Regions from separate parts of the Mus musculus genome. Here region 2 is linked to region 1. Evidence: chromatin contacts called from public HiChIP or PLAC-seq data. All regions are on one chromosome and are shown on one strand. Each heading gives the region's core, a stretch centred on a gene start, on an enhancer-like site or on the middle of the called end of the contact. The rest is flanking DNA. Distances are from core to core; before and after follow the strand shown.

Region 1 (7,410 bases), core at 2,127-4,626:
AGAACTGTAGGAGACTTGGAACAGCCTGGCTTGGCTTGCATCTGCTGACCCCAGTCCCTGAAGCATGGGGAACGCAGGGCAGGTGGTTTCCTCCCCTAGTGTGCCTGATGTGGTGTGTGGCAGACAGGTGTCAGCTCTAGGCTGCTTGTGGCATCAGAGCCCAGCCACATCCTTAGCCTGTGCACTCAGAGGGCACGAGGAAGGGACTTATTATAGTTTTGTGTCACTACCCCGCCAGAGAGCTGCCCTGGCCCAGCCGAGGGACAGTTGCTGTTGTCCCAGATCTATTTCCTCTGTCCTTACAGCTGAGGGTTCTGAGGCTAAGGAATGGTGTGTGGAACCTTTTCAAGTTCCCCAGTTTCTGAGTGGCAGAGGCAGGATAGGAACTCACACTGGGGACAGACCATCCTGTTAGACTACCATGAACTGACAGACAGACAGACAGACAGACAGCATGGCGAGGGAACTGTTGTAGGGAGACCAACAGCATGACAGGTGTTCTGAGACAGTTCATTAAGCCCACCAGGCAGATAGGTCTCATAGGAAAGCGGGGGAGGGGGGGGGGTTCGTGTAGTCAGGCTGTCTCTGGTTCCTGGATGGCAGAAAGGGTAGGAATGGGAAGGATGTGAGAAGGGAAGACAAACCCTTAGGCTCTTCAGTGGGTATGTCTTTCCCTGTAGCAGCAGGGATCCTGGAATCAACTCCCGTGGATAAAGGAAAGGAAAGCTGGATGGAGGTGCCCTCCTTTACTCTCAGCCCTCAGAAGATAGAGGCAGATGGATCTCTGAGTTTGAGGCCAGCCTGGTTTAGAGTGAGTTCTAAAATTGCCATGGCCACACAGAAAAACCTTGTCTTGAAAGAGGCGGCAGCCGTGGGGGTGGGGGGATGAAAACAGATGCAGAGACCCACAGTCTAACTAACCTTAGATAGTGCTCAGGGAATCCTGCTGAAGAGGGGAAGGAGGGGATTGTAGGAGCCAGAGGGGTCAAAGACCCCCCCATACACACACAAGAAAACCCAGAGAATCAACAAACCGGGGCTCACAGGGGCTCACGGGGGCTCACGGGGGCTCACAGGGGCTCACTGAAACTGAACCAACAATCTGGAAGCTTGCATAGGGACAGCCTCTGCGTATACGTTCTAGTGTGTAGCTTGGTGGTTTTGTGGACTCCTACCAGAGGGAACTGGGGTTCTCTCAGGCTTTTGCCTGCCTTGGGGATCCTTGTCCTCCTTCAGGGTTGTCTCGTCCAGCCTTAATATGAAGGGGAGATGCCTACTCTTACTGAAACATGATAGGCCATGTTTGGTTGATATCCCTGGGAGGCCTGCCCTTTTCTGAAGAGAAATAGAGGAGTGGCTGGGGAGGGGAGGGGTTGGGAGGAGAAGGGGGAGGGAAAACTGCAGTTGGGATGATATAACATATGAGAGAATAAATTAATTAAAAAAAAAAACTTTTTAAAGAAGAGAGTCTGCAGATGGACACACCCGAGAGGGTCTGATTTAGGATCTAGTTTAGCATCCTAGATTTGGAGCTTGGTACAAGGTCACAGGCTGGCTCTAGTCAGGATGCCTTGACAGCCACTGTGAGCCCACAGGTGGGGTGTGGCTCGATTATTCCTTGGCAAACCTAAATCATTACCCTGAAGTTCTGGGCAACCCCCTTCTCATGATTTCCAAGAGGACTTTTATAGACAATAGACTCAGAAAACAAAAACAACAACAAAAAAAACCTTTCCTTAAACTGAAACTATTTACAGGATTCACCCGTATGGAGTTGAACGTTGAACGTCACTCTCTACACGGAGCTGGCAGCCACCCAGGAGAGGTGGCTCCGCCTGGCCTTCCGCGGAGTTCTGTGGCCTCATCCTGCTTGTGGGGCTGCTGGCCAACGGGCTCCTACTGGTGTCTCCTACTGGTGGAGACACTCGAGTGTCTCCCCCGTTCTTGACGCTGACCATCAGCCTTATGGTGACCGTGATACACTCCTATCTGCTTTTCATATCCTTCCTGGTACCCGCCCTGTTGCTGAGCTTCTTGCATCGGGGCTGGTGGCTAGGCCCTGCCATCTGTACCGCCAGCCAGGCCACCAACATGACCACCATATTCTGTACTTTCTACAGCATGGTAGCCTCTGCACTCGTGCGTCACATGGCCATGGTCTGGCCCCGTGTGGCCCTCCCAGCCAGCCCACGTGCCTGCCTGCTGCTCTGTGGGGCTATGTGGGTACTGGGTCTGGTCACCTCGATGCCCAACTGGCTGTTCCAGCAGGTGACAGTATTAGAGCAGGCAGTGGGTGTCCCCAAGGCCCTGGCCTGCCTCTTGTTTCTCAGCCTACCTCAAACAACCTGCTATTTCATCCTGCTGGGAGCCCTGGCTTTTCTGCCCTGCCTGTTGGGCCTAGCCTGCTCTTTTGGCCATGTGGTCTGACACTTGGGCACATGGCCCTTGGGTCCCCCAGGTGAGAGTGTGCAGGAGCACAGGGCAAACACACAGCTCAGTCTTGTCATGCTGGGGGTCTTCATGCTGATGTGGGGACCCTGCTCAGCACTGGGCTATGTGTCTGCCATGGGCCGCCTACCAGCCACGCCACTGGCTTTTGTGGCCTTCTGCCTGTGCACCCTGCTGGCCTATTCCAATTGTGCTATCAACCCTGTTCTCTGCTTCTGCCTCTGCCGCCCTTACCAGGTGGGACTCAGGGCCATTTTTCAGAGGCCCAGAACAGCAGTCAGTGGAGCGGCGGTGGTGACAGCTCACAATTCATGAAATAACTGTGAAGCTCAGACAACTGTGGGCTCCCAACCTTATAGTTTTGTGACCTTGGGCACCCTCTCACTTCCCCGTGCTTCATCTGAAAAATGGGATGAGGCTCCCACATCTGCACAGGGTGATCCGCCATTGAATATGCAGGGGTTCAGTGAGCATGGGAGTGACAGGTGTTACCATGACGATGGCGCCATCTTACGTTTACTACTTTGGGCATTTGAAAGGAGTAGACAAAGAGGGGAATAGAAAGAAAACTACCCTGGGGTCCTTAGAGTCCTGGAGAACGCTTCATCTGCCTTGCCCGTCCCTGTCTACCTCCTTTAGCTCTGTTCCACACACCCTCAGTTCCAGACAGAAACAAAAATAAAATCCACCTGAAAGCCAGGAGTCTGTGCTTGTGAATCACTGAGCCCCGCCCTGTCTTCTGTGGGTGGTTTCTTTTTCTAAGGTGGGTGGGAAGAGCCTCTTTCAAGGCCAGCTCCTTCTCACAAGGGCCCACCTCTTTCTCTCTCCCCCACCCATCTCGGGGGTGGGGGGGCTTCCCTTATACTCTTTGGATGTGGTCTCAAATTCTATTTTTGGCCCTGGAACAAGGAAGGCTTGTACCTACTGTCATTCTCTAGACAGCTTGTTTAGCTTAGCATTACCAGTTACGCACATACAGCAAGAGCAAGACAGAGAGGGGTGGGGACAGAGAGCGGGGAGGAGAGAGAGGCTCTGACTGTGTGGTCAAAAACCTCAGGGACTATTGTGTTGAATCAAGTCAAGCTATTCTCTGCTCTATAGAACTTGCCAGAGCCTTGGGAGCCCCAGAGGCCACTAAAGCTATTCCAGAGAGACTCTGGGAAAAGCAGCTGCTTCAGACTCCATGTCAGGCAACAGTTCTGCAGTACACACCTTTGGAAAAAAACCAGCGGAGAAGCCAGTGTCACAACAAAGATATTTTTGATGGTGTGTCTGTTCCCCAACATACCTCAGGGGCAGCGGCTCGCTGTCTGGACTCCCCTGCTGGGTACCCATCTCCTCCCTATACTTTCCCATGGCGCCCAAGGAGATGGAAAATAGGCTGCTGGTTATGGGAACTTCCCTTCTCTCAAGCCACGACCCCACCCCGTTCCCACTCACGGCGTCATGGGAGTCGCAGAGCATCTGATTATAGAGACAATCGTGAGTCAGCTCTAATTTACCATGAAGTCATCAGAAGTAAACAAGCCCCGAGCTGGAGGGTAATTGGTACCGAATTCCTCTTGGGTACAGCCTCAGAATGGCTGCCTAGAGGGCTGATGGGACAGCGTGCGCAGTATGTGCTGTGCGCATGCGCGTATGTCCTTGCTCCCATGCTCCACATTGGTGAAGGCCCTGACCTGTAGAAAGGGACCACGGAAGATGCTTACCGTGTCCCTGAAGTCACATAAGTCCTGCGTGGTCCACCCACAGAGCCTGCCAATGTCACCATCTGTGCACACATGTACCCCACCTGACACTATGGTGGCCACACCCCGGGTGGGGGGTCATCCGGTATGGGCCAGAGTGTCTCTTAGTGCCACCACTCCCATCCCTTCAAGCTGGCTGGCATTGCTACTTTGTGGTGGCTGATTTAGCCCAGAGGGAGACACTGGGGACTGAGCCAAGTGCCTCTGACCTCTGCACAGGCCTGGAATGGATTCTCAGTAGATGTTTGTTGAGAGATGAAGAAACCATGATCCACGGTGATAGCGATCCATGTGTTGGGGAGGTTTGGGTCACGTGCTCGTCTCTCTTACTTCCTTAATGGCTACAACCCTCTAGAGCAAACGTCAGATGCCTTGCCATGAACCACAAGGCCCTGTGCATTTTGGCCTCCACCCTGACCCCATCGCCTGCATTCTCTTCCTTGGTTAGCTCCTATCACACCCGCGTGCTTGCCTCCCGTCAAACACACTAGGCTCCTACCTGGCACAAACTTATCCCAAACTACCAGAGTCCTCTTCACCCTGGCATCAGCATGGCTCCCTGCTCATTTCTCTTGGGCTCCCCTCAACACCCCTGCTCGTCTCAAACATCTCTCTACTGGAGTCTGCTCTCATTCTCTCCCCTTGCTCCTGCCTCTTAACACTGTCTGAAGCCAGACTATAGACCTGAGTGTGTGTGTGTGCTCACTGTCTCTCATGTTGGCGTCCAGGCTCTGGTCATGTGCCCGGCAGGTGAGTGGCTTCCGAGTTGAGCAGGAGACCTCTCAATGTCACAAGCTACTCGTGACAGCTCTAGTGAGGCTAGAGATCCACATCTAGAACATTCTAGCATACCACTGAGCCTCTGAGGACCGGGAAGGGGCTCTAGGCAACCATGCCTCCATCACAGTCCCTGATGGCTCACAGACTCTGCTTACATATGTTTGTGGGTGGTGGGTTTCAATCCTCGCCATGCACCCCCCCCCCCATGCCTCTTACAGAGTCTGACAGGAACATGGCCGGACGGAAGAACCAAGGCAGCAGAGAGATAGATGCTAGGCAAACAGCAAAGCTGTTTTCAAAGGAGAGGGGGGGTCTATCTACTAAAAGAACTGGTTTACTTCAATTTAAGGCAAGTTCCACAGAGACAGTCTCAGACAGGCACAGGACCAGACAGTCAAAACATCACTATCACCATGCGGGACAGGCAGGTGGGATGGGAGATGCCAGGTGGAGACCCCATGCGGCATAAGGGACACATGCAAGACCTGCCCCAGTGGACAAAGGACGGTGGCCATTGGGGTGACCTTAGGTGAAAAGCCCTTTGCTAACTTCCCACCGCAGGGACAGGAGCTTTGAAGGGCTGAGGCATGGGGGTGACAGGATGCGACAGGATGACCCCAGAGTCTAGCTGGCCTGGGTGTGAATGGTGGCCATGAGGAAGGTGTGGGGAGGCTGTGTGTGGAATGGATGTACCCTCAGGATGGCTCAGGAAACGCTGGACCACCTGACAAATCCTGTCATTGCGGAGGTGTGGACACTGAGGCCCAGAGAGCAGAGGGTGGGCTGGGTGGGTTCCTGCTGGATGTGGCTAGGGACAGGTTGGCATTCAGGGATCCCTGTCTCTTGTCCCCTAGCCACTGAAGGGCAGAGAGCAGGAGCAAGTTGGAGTGTGGGGGCTAACCCTGTGCCCTGCAGGTGAGTGGCCCCCAAGTTGAGCAGGAGACATCTCAGTGCTACAAGCTACCTGTGATAGCTCCAGTGACCATTCTAGAACATTCTAGCATACCACTGAGCCTTTGAGGATCAGGAAAGGGGCTCTATCTGCTCACATATGGAGTCCCTAAGAGGGTCACATGCATCCCTGGTAGTCTACCAGTCTGGGGTTCCCTGGAAACAGGACAGGGGATCTCATGGGACTGGGGACACTAGACACTAGGGTAGGAGGAGACAGGAGCTGGAAGAGGCCCAGCTGGGTTGCAAGAATAAGAAAGTCTTGGAGTTGTCCGGCATGGACTAGGGGGGTCCCCTCAGCCCCAGAATCTGTGTACCCCTTGTCTTCTATACCACAGTCCCCTGGATTTGGGTGTGAAGTGGGGTGAGGCCCTGACACCCCATTTCCCGCTGGCCCTCCAAGCAGAGTCTGGGAAACCGACCAGGAGGAGAATAGGGTGTCAGTCTACCCTCCAGGCCCTTGGTCCTCTCAGCTTCAGATATGCGTGTGCACGGGGGATCCAGGAGGTGAGTGGGCTGGGGACTGTGGGGGTGACTGAGCGGGTGCAGCAGGTGGCGGGCGTGGGCGGATGCCCTGTGCCTTCATGTAGGACACCAGTTGGTCCGGAATCTCAGCCAGAACATCCCGGGCCAGGCGGGCCATGCTCAGTACGTGGTTGCCGGTGCGGTCCACATAGTCCCTGAAGGGCACAAACTGAGAGGCAAGGAAGATGGGGTCAAGATGGGGCACGTGGGTCCCCTCCCAGAGAACCCACTCTATCCAACCCCCCCCACTTTGCGAGTTTCCCCGGGGATGGGCCATGCCTCTGTGCTGAGTCCTTCATCTGTATTCCACAGGAGGCCTAACACTGACCCAAGCCCTTCATCGGAGACTAGCAAGGAGAACAGAGGCTCAAAGGATGCTGGGAAAGGCTAACCGGATCCTGCCTCCTTGCTCCCAAGGGATGCTGGGAAAGGCTAACCGGATCATGCCCCCTTGCTCCCAAGGGATGCTGGGAAAGGCTAACCAGATCCTGCCTCCTTGCTCCCTTTTCCTTTCCCACCCCTCTCCAGGGGGACCCTCTCAGTCTCCTAGGACCCCAACACTTGTCTAAACCCACATCTAACCCAGCTTCCTCTCAATGCTGCCAACCTCTGGCTCCTTCCTGTCTCCCTCCTCCTAGGATCCAGGGTGCCACCTCCATCTATGAGGGCTCTCCATGCCACTGGAAGGCCATGTGGCACAGACTCCCTGTGCAGGGCTCTGGATTCCGTGGGAGCATCATTCAGGTTAGAAGGGACTTCCTAGAGGGCAGGGAGGGGTGGGGCTTCCTGAGAAGACTGGCCCAGGAAGGGATTCCAGTGTCTGTCCTTGAGATGCCTGTAAAGGCGCTCTGGCACTGCGGAAGGGCGGGGCCTGTTTCACCTGGACAATGTCTCGCTCAGCCAGCTTCCCCCTGGAGGAGATCCGCACGTCATCACCGTCCAGCTCCACCATGGCTGT
Region 2 (7,410 bases), core at 2,945-5,444, 150 kb after region 1:
CACAGGCAGGCCAGGGCAGAGCCAAGGCAAGGTCAGAGGAAACCTTTATATCTGTTGTAAAGTTAGACAGTATGCGGTAAAAGGCCACCAAGGGGGTGTCTCCTCTCTGTGGGCCCCACAGCCATGTCCAGACTCACAGCATGACCCACCCCTGAGTCTGGCTCCAGTTTCCTAGTCAGCATCCTCAGAATCTACTCCAGAGTCAGTCAGTTGCCAGCAATCCTCTTGGCAGAACAAAGATAGCAGCAATTGCCCCCCTTGTGCTGTCTCACAGGACCCAGTAAGGTCTGGAGCCCCTGCTAAGCTGAAGCTGCTTCTAGTTGGGTCCTTTGAGCATTGGGTCCTAAGATGACCAGAGTCCTAAGATGCTCAGAAAGCTCTCACCTCAGTGAGGGCTGGGAGCTGGCACTGTGCCAAGCTGTGCCCTGAGCCCCAGAACCTTTGTGTTAGTGTGGGCGTGGGAAGTAAGTGTGACCCAGACCAAACCATAGTACTGGGGTCCTGCCGGTCTGGGCCAGCCATGCGAAACTGTGACAGCAGTGGGAGTACACAGAAACAACCGGCCTGTTGCCTGCAATGGGGCAACCTTACAATGAGGGTGGCCGGTTACAGAAAACAGGGTGGAGATGTGTGGTCTTTCTGTCTTGTCCTCTACAAATGTCAGTGTTCAGACAACCATTGAGGCACTTTAAGTGTCCCCAGTTCTAGATGACCTGGTTCCACGGCACCCAGAATGCCTATTATAGGGTTTGAAGAGAGGAGGTGTCTGACAGCCGCCAAGGAAGCATTGATAGGAGACAGCACCTGAGACACAGAGGCCAGGCTTCTGGCTGGCAGAGCCTGGATGGCTAGCCATGTGATGGGCACGGAAGAGGGGCGGATACTGAGGGAAAGAGCAAGCCTGGGAGAGTAGGGGGGATAGTTGGCTCCCAGAGCCCTGGTAGGAGTGGAGGCAGTGGTCCTGCTGCCACAGGGGTAAGGACTGGAGTCAGACCTCGGGTGGGGGTCGGGGGTAGCATGGCCACTCGGGACCCTCACGCATGGTCCTAGGACACTGACTGTGGTTTATCTCTGTTTTTATTTTAACCTAGAAGTGGAGGAGGCATGATAGATGACAGGGAATCGAGGAGTGGAGGTGCCAAGTGCTAGGCACATCATCAGCTGTCATGGCACAATCCCAGCAAGAGCATGTGACCTTTTTTCAGTCACCAAGTAATGGTGGGTGCCTGCTCTTCTAGACAGGTACCAGCCACCGCATCCTGGACACGATCCAATCAGTGTTTAATCTAAGCAAAAGTTAGCCCAAGGTGATTTTAATTACAACTTCACACAGTCTTGCTTATAGCCCAAGCTGGGGTCACACTTTCAGGAGTCCTCCTGCTTCAGTCCCAGGGCTGGTGACACAGCTGTGGGCACCAGTTCCAGCTCCCACCTTGACCACCTTGACTGACTTACTTAACTTGCCTTTGGTCTTTTTTTTTTTTTTTTTTTTAAGATTTATTTATTATTATATGTAAGTACACTGTAGCTGTCTTCAGACACTCCAGAAGAGGGCGCCAGATCTCATTACAGATGGTTGTGAGCCACCATGTGGTTGCTGGGAATTGAACTCAGGACCTCTGGAAGAGCAGTCAGTGCTCTTAACCGCTGAGCCATCTCTCCAGCCCCGCCTTTGGTCTTTTTGAGATGGGGTCTGGCTATGAAATCATGGCTAGCCTCAAACCAGAAGTCTTCCTGCCTTGGTCTTACACGGATGAGGAATACAGGTGTAGCCCTCCATCCGGCAAGAGACCCACCCTGCTCCATGTGCAGCACAGACGGTGAACATAACAGCACAGCACAGCACAGCACTGTGATTAAAAAAAAAGCATAAGATAAAGTCAGCCCTGGGCACAGTGGCACATACCTAAAGTCCTAGCATTCAAAAGGCTGAGGCAAAGAAAATCCCAGGCTTGAGACCAGCTTCGTCTACGTAACAGGAGCCGATCACACACACACACTTCAGACACATCCTGAGAGCTTTTCTCAAAACAAGCTGCTCTGTGACAGCCAAACTGTGATTCACATCACAGGGTGGGGAGAAAATGTCTGCAGTTAGAGTCTGTGTTTGCATATCAGCTCACAGAGAGCTAGTAAGAGCAAGGAATCCTTCCTTAGGTTTCGGAGAGCCCAGAGACCTTCAGAGTAAGAGCAGCCAGACAGCAGAACCACGGCTCGGCCCCGCCCTCCTGCTCCCAGACATTCATTGCTTTCCTGTTGCTGTTTTCCCCAAAGGCTATGCCGATGCTGCCCACTGGAAGGTCTACATTGTAGCCAGAGGGGTCCAGCCTTTGGTCATCTGCGATGGAACCACTCTCTCGGATCTGTAGGAAACAACTGCTTGGAGACCTGAAACTCAGGCTGAAAAAGAGTGCGGAGCGGGGAATAAAAACACTGAAACACTTTGCATGGGTTGGTTGCTTAGTTACCTGCCCTGGATGTTTTGGCTGTCAGCTGTATGCTGGAGACAGTGGCTTGGGCCTAGCCATCTTGTCTGTCTGTAGCTTCCTCAGGAAAGATGGAAGCCTGGCTGCTGGCCAAGACTTCTCTCATTTCTCCTCCCCCAGGCTTTGGACTCCCAGGTATTGGAAATAGGCTGTGGCTCTTTGACTTGTGTGGACATGGCTCCTCTACTGTCTTCTTGGCCGTGGAGGGCAGCAGTGGGTCCTGATTCTGTTTGTCCACTCTTCCTTGCCGCATCACGCTGTACTTGGTGCGAAAGCCATAGCTGACTTTGATCACTACAGTTTGACAAGGAAAGTGAATTTGGAACCTGGGGGGCTTGGGGGGTGGGGAGGGACAGATTGGATAGCTGGAATTGCATGTTTAAAGGTGCCTGCACCTGTGTCGTGCTGCACACCTTTAGTCCCAGCACTTGGGAGGCAGGTGCATATCTTTTGAGTTCTAGGCTAAGCTGGTCTCCATAGTGAGTTCCTGGTCTCCAAGTGTTACATAATGAGACCCTGTCTCAACACTGTTCCACCACTCCCCCTGCGCCCCCCAGATCTAGGGATGTAGCTCAGTGGTAGAGTGCTTCCCAGACACGTTTGAGCCCAGAGTGCAGCCCTCAGCATCATGAAGAGGAGGACAGTGTACATCTTACATAATGTCCATGGCGCCTGGAGTTTCTGTAAGGGGTGCTGGAGACTGGGTTACAATTCAAGTCTTACTAAATCCTGGTTTCCTCCCACACTGCCATCAGATTGTTTTCTCAGAAGTTCGGCCTCCCCCAGCTGGCCAGCACCCTCTCTGCTAAGGCAGCAGAGCCTTTGTCAACTGCTGCTGCACCCCACCCCCTTCAGAAGGAATGAGTTAGAATAGCGGGCCTGAGGGAGACAGGGCACCTCCCTGAGTTTGATCTTTAGGCCTGACTTTCTACAGAGATGTCAGCAGCCTCAGAGCTGATGTAATGTGGTCGAGGGAGGAGCTGCAGAGCCAGAGAGCCGGAGCGTTTGCTGCAGGGTCTGCGGCTCACTTCAGGGCCCTCTGCCCTACCTTTTCTGTACCAGGGCAAGGTGAGATATTGGTTTAGTTGAGATGCAGGAGTATCCTAAATAATATTCTGTGCTTACTGCACCCCCAAGTGCTTTGGGGGTGTTCTTATCAAACAGTGCAAAAAAGGATGGTCTGCCCTCTTGTTCTTTTTTGGGGTCTTGCTGTGTAGCTCTGACTAGCCTCGAACTCATGTAGACCAGACTGGCCTCAAACTCACAGAGATCTGCCTGTGCCCCAAGTGCTGAAAATTAAAGGAGTATACCATTGCACCCAGCTTCCTCTACCTTCTTACTGGTCTTTTATTGATATGACTAGGTACTTGGTCGCTGGACGTCACTTACAAAGATGGACAAAAAGAATTGAGTGGCCTCTGGTTCCAAATTGCAGAAGTCAGATGTCTGCCCAGGTCTATAGGCCAAAGCAGCCAGTAGTGGTGGAAGTCATGACCCTCTGTGGGGTCCTCTCTGCCCTCGGAGGGGCCCTGTGCCTTCTTCCAGGCCCTCATTCCCTCCCATCTCACAACAGGGAGCATGAGTGGGGTCAACCAAAGAGGGTGCCAAAGAGAGGAGGCTGGGGTGGTTGTGGTTCGTGAAAGGCAGCCTTCACAAAGCTGAGTGGAAGGGCTCAGAGCCTCCTCTGGCTCAAGCAGGGACTGCACCTGGGGGAGCTTGTCCTTTGTGTGGCTGTTGGAGGGAAAACAAGCCTTTGTAGATAGGCTCCACTGCTAAGCAGTTAGGATTTCAGAGGTTGTAAGTCAAGAGGACCAAGCAGAGGCCAGCCCTGAGCTTCCAGAGTCCTTCCCCTGATGGTGCGGAGCAGGGTTCCACACAGGGCCTGGGGCTCCAGAGCCTGCTGAAATGTGATCTTTAGAGTTAACCACCGAGGGCTCTGAGGAGGCTCAGAGGTGAAGTGCAGGGCCACCGTCTCAGCCTGGGGGTTACCTTGTGTTCTTTCCCTGTTTGACTCGGAAAACTTGAAAACTAAGGAAACCTTGCCTGTATTGGCCTTAAGGACACATGGGAAGTCCCAAAACTCCCAGGCTGCTCTGCGGTGCAGCAGAGAAGCAGCAGAGACCAGTCCAGGCTTCTGTGTGTGCTTCAGCTGAGACGCCAGTGTGCGGGTTAAGGGAGAAGTTCTCAGGCTTTCCCACTCATAGCCACCACATAGAAGTCACCCACCTCAAGGAAGCCTGCAGGAAGGGCTGAGACCTGGAGACAGCAGCAGAGGGCCCTCTGCTTGCCTGCTGGTATGGAGGGGGGACGTGGCAAGGTGAGGAACTGGGAGACCAATCAGCTGTCTCACCTCAGGTGCCAGTGGGAATCAGCAGTGGGGCTCCAAAAGGATGGTATTGCCACAGGTTAATGTGTTTACTAGGCAGTGGCGTGGCCAGCTCTGTTTGAGTTGGGTTCATTCTCTGTGGGACTCTAGGCTCTAGATTGGCTCCCTGGGGAGGCAGGTGTTGTGAGCTAGCTTGAAGCATTTGTGCCCAAGTACCCAGAGCTCACACAGTCAACTCTGAATGGACACCACAGCCCTTGCAGCTTATGGAAGAGCCAGGGCTTGCCCTCGCCCCACTCTGGGTTTTATTAAGGAGAGGGAGTGACCTGTGACACTCACCAATTTGGTGCAATTCAGAGCAAATTTGGGTGTAGGCTTGTTTATTTGTTTGAGACAGGACCTCCTTGTGTAGCCCTGGCTGTCCTGGAACTTACTACACAGAACAAGCTAGCCTTAAGTCACAGAGATCTGTGTGTCTGCCTCCCAAGTCCTGGGATAGTATGGTTTGTCTTCTAAAAGAAAAGAATAACATCCCCAGTCCTTCTGGCTTCCTGTTTCCCTGGAGACGGAGATGCTGCCCTTCAACATAGCATAGTCCAGCGCAGAAGATTCACGAGGAAGGAAACTGAGGCTAGAACAGGAAACCACAACAGGTGGGCAGGCGAGCAGGCGGGCAGGCAGGCAGGGCGGTCCCATCCAGGAAGACTGTCATTCTTAGCCTGTGGGCGTGCCCCACTGGGGTGGGAGCCTGTGACCAGGAAAGTCAGCAAGGTAGGAGCCCCAAGGGTAAGACAAGCTGGAAGAAAGATCCTCGTCAGGATCTTTATATAAGTTCTCTCCCCATGACCTCCCCATTTAAGAACTTTTTTTTTTTGACCGCATGTAGCTGGAGCATAACTGCGTCCAGCCGTTTTCCCATCACTGCCTTTCCAGATGTGTATCCAGCTCCAGCTGTGGGTCCCCTTGGAGTTGCATCACTTGTTTTTCAGTTCTCAATCTTCTAGTCCCTTCTTCCAAAGCCCAGCAGAGGCCCCAGGGTCGGATCCATTGCTCAGAAAGCCAGTGTCACATTCCTTCCTTCCCCACAGGTGACCTCAGCCTTGTCCCTGTGGCTTGGATGTGTTCAGCCCATCGCTTCCACAGCAGCTGTTCAAGGGTCAGTATCTCCTGGCCCAGCCGAAGCTGGTAGTGTGTGGGGAGGGGAAGGAGAAGGAAGGGAAGGGGCTCACCCACCCACCACCCAGCTGGTGACTCAAGAGAAGTGCTTGCCCACTAAGAAGCTGTAGGTGCTTATGGAGACAGCCCTGTGGCAAATGAAAAACAGGACTCTGGGCAGGCAGCCAGCCTCACCTAGTCCCCAGATATCCAGCAGCTCCTCCCAGAAAGGAGAGCGGGGAGATGGACAGGTGCTCACTCTGTGCCCAAACCAGCTTGCCTGGGCACATTAGGACTACAAGTTCTGGGCTCTGGAGGGAAAAACCCTCCAGCCAGCTTGTCGGTGGTCCAGGCCCCTCCGCGTCTGGGTTCCTTGCCTTGCATAATTTCGGCATTAGTGCTAAATACATCTGTCATTTTTCCCCCTCTGGAGAATGGAATGTCCAGACTCCTGAAGCCGAGCTGGGGTCAGAGAATGGTTACATAAGCAAGCAGGGACCCTCCCGCCTCTCCCGGTGCCTGTCAGTCAGGCAGTGGTCACTCGTCCAAAAGCCAGAGCTGCCAGCACCCCGCAGAGAAGGGGACCCCACCCGCTGTGTGTTTTGAGTTTCGGGCAAATTGGGAAGTCAGAACATCTGCTTTGCACCAAGTTTTACCTCATTACACCACAGCCACTCTGGGGTGGGGTCCTCCCGGGCAGCCATCCTTACTCTCCACAGAGCCCCTCCCTCAAGCTGAGCTTGGTGCAGGACGCATCAACCATGGCATTTCCAGAGAAGCCTGTCTCACTCACGAGGCAGCTTCCCTTCCACGCCGTTCCCCAGGAAGGGGCTAACAGTGGCCTCTACCCATCCCTTCCTGTCTCCTACGGAAAGACCAACGACAGATGCCCAGAGTAGGGGAGAAAAGGCACAAGGTAGCCAAGGATGCCCCAAGCATAGGCTCTTTCTACTGTCCTCAGGGAGTCGAGCTGGATGCATTCCCATGTGGGCCACGTGAGGACAGAGGAACTTACCAGTCCTAGCCCCAGGGCCCCACAGGTGACCACAGGCAGTGCGCTGCAAACTCAGAGAGGTAGAGAGCGGAGTGAATGAAGGCTGTGTGAGGGAATGTTTACATGTGTGGCTTGGTAAGAAGGAACCTGTTCTTGCTGTCCTCTTCCATTTCTTTTCCTCAAAAAGTGGATGGCGAGTAGGCCCTTAAGGCAGGCCTGAGACACTGTGCCCTAGGGCCTCTGGTCTCCCCTTCCCCCTATCCCCCCCACCCCTGCCTTCACCTGCACTCACAGCTCTCATCCTCCAGCTGCAGCATCTACCCAAGGCTTCTCATCTGCTGCCCCTCAAGGGCAGGGTCTCAGCCCTCGCCACACTTCCTCCCTCACCCTTGGGCTTTTTACTCAAAATTCAGACAGGATTCCTCTGTCCTTGCCAGGCAGCTGCACAG

The links. HiChIP or PLAC-seq counts read pairs in DNA pulled down with a chosen protein or histone mark.
Region 2: an H3K27ac HiChIP or PLAC-seq map of T-cell acute lymphoblastic leukemia shows a contact between it and region 1, with 2.6 times the contacts expected there. The contact joins two enhancer-like sites. A contact is called at or near these places in 1 of 39 promoter capture datasets (embryonic stem cells), 2 of 115 datasets of contacts at active chromatin or transcription factors (T-cell acute lymphoblastic leukemia and embryonic stem cells) and 3 of 9 other capture datasets (adipose tissue, liver and pancreatic islet).

The regions. Positions count from the first base shown.
Region 1 is chr17:29,152,620-29,160,029 of GRCm38.p6, forward strand. It overlaps Cpne5 (copine V), which reads right to left. Exons shown (of 21, transcript NM_153166.2): 20 at 7,333-7,406; 21 at 3,902-6,621. The coding sequence ends at 6,403. It also overlaps the pseudogene Gm18271. Among named protein-coding and RNA genes, the nearest start is that of Rab44, 42 kb to the left of the region's middle. Within about 2 kb of position 3,377, at least 87 of the 459 cell types and tissues checked have an H3K27ac peak or open chromatin away from gene starts, as enhancers often do. A contact at or near this core is called in T-cell acute lymphoblastic leukemia and adipose tissue, where this site is marked.
Region 2 is chr17:29,299,082-29,306,491 of GRCm38.p6, forward strand. BC004004 (cDNA sequence BC004004) reads left to right here. Exons shown (of 9, transcript NM_030561.3): 9 at 2,275-3,806. The coding sequence ends at 2,369. Among named protein-coding and RNA genes, the nearest start is that of Pi16, 16 kb to the right of the region's middle. Within about 2 kb of position 4,195, at least 120 of the 459 cell types and tissues checked have an H3K27ac peak or open chromatin away from gene starts, as enhancers often do. A contact at or near this core is called in T-cell acute lymphoblastic leukemia and adipose tissue, where this site is marked.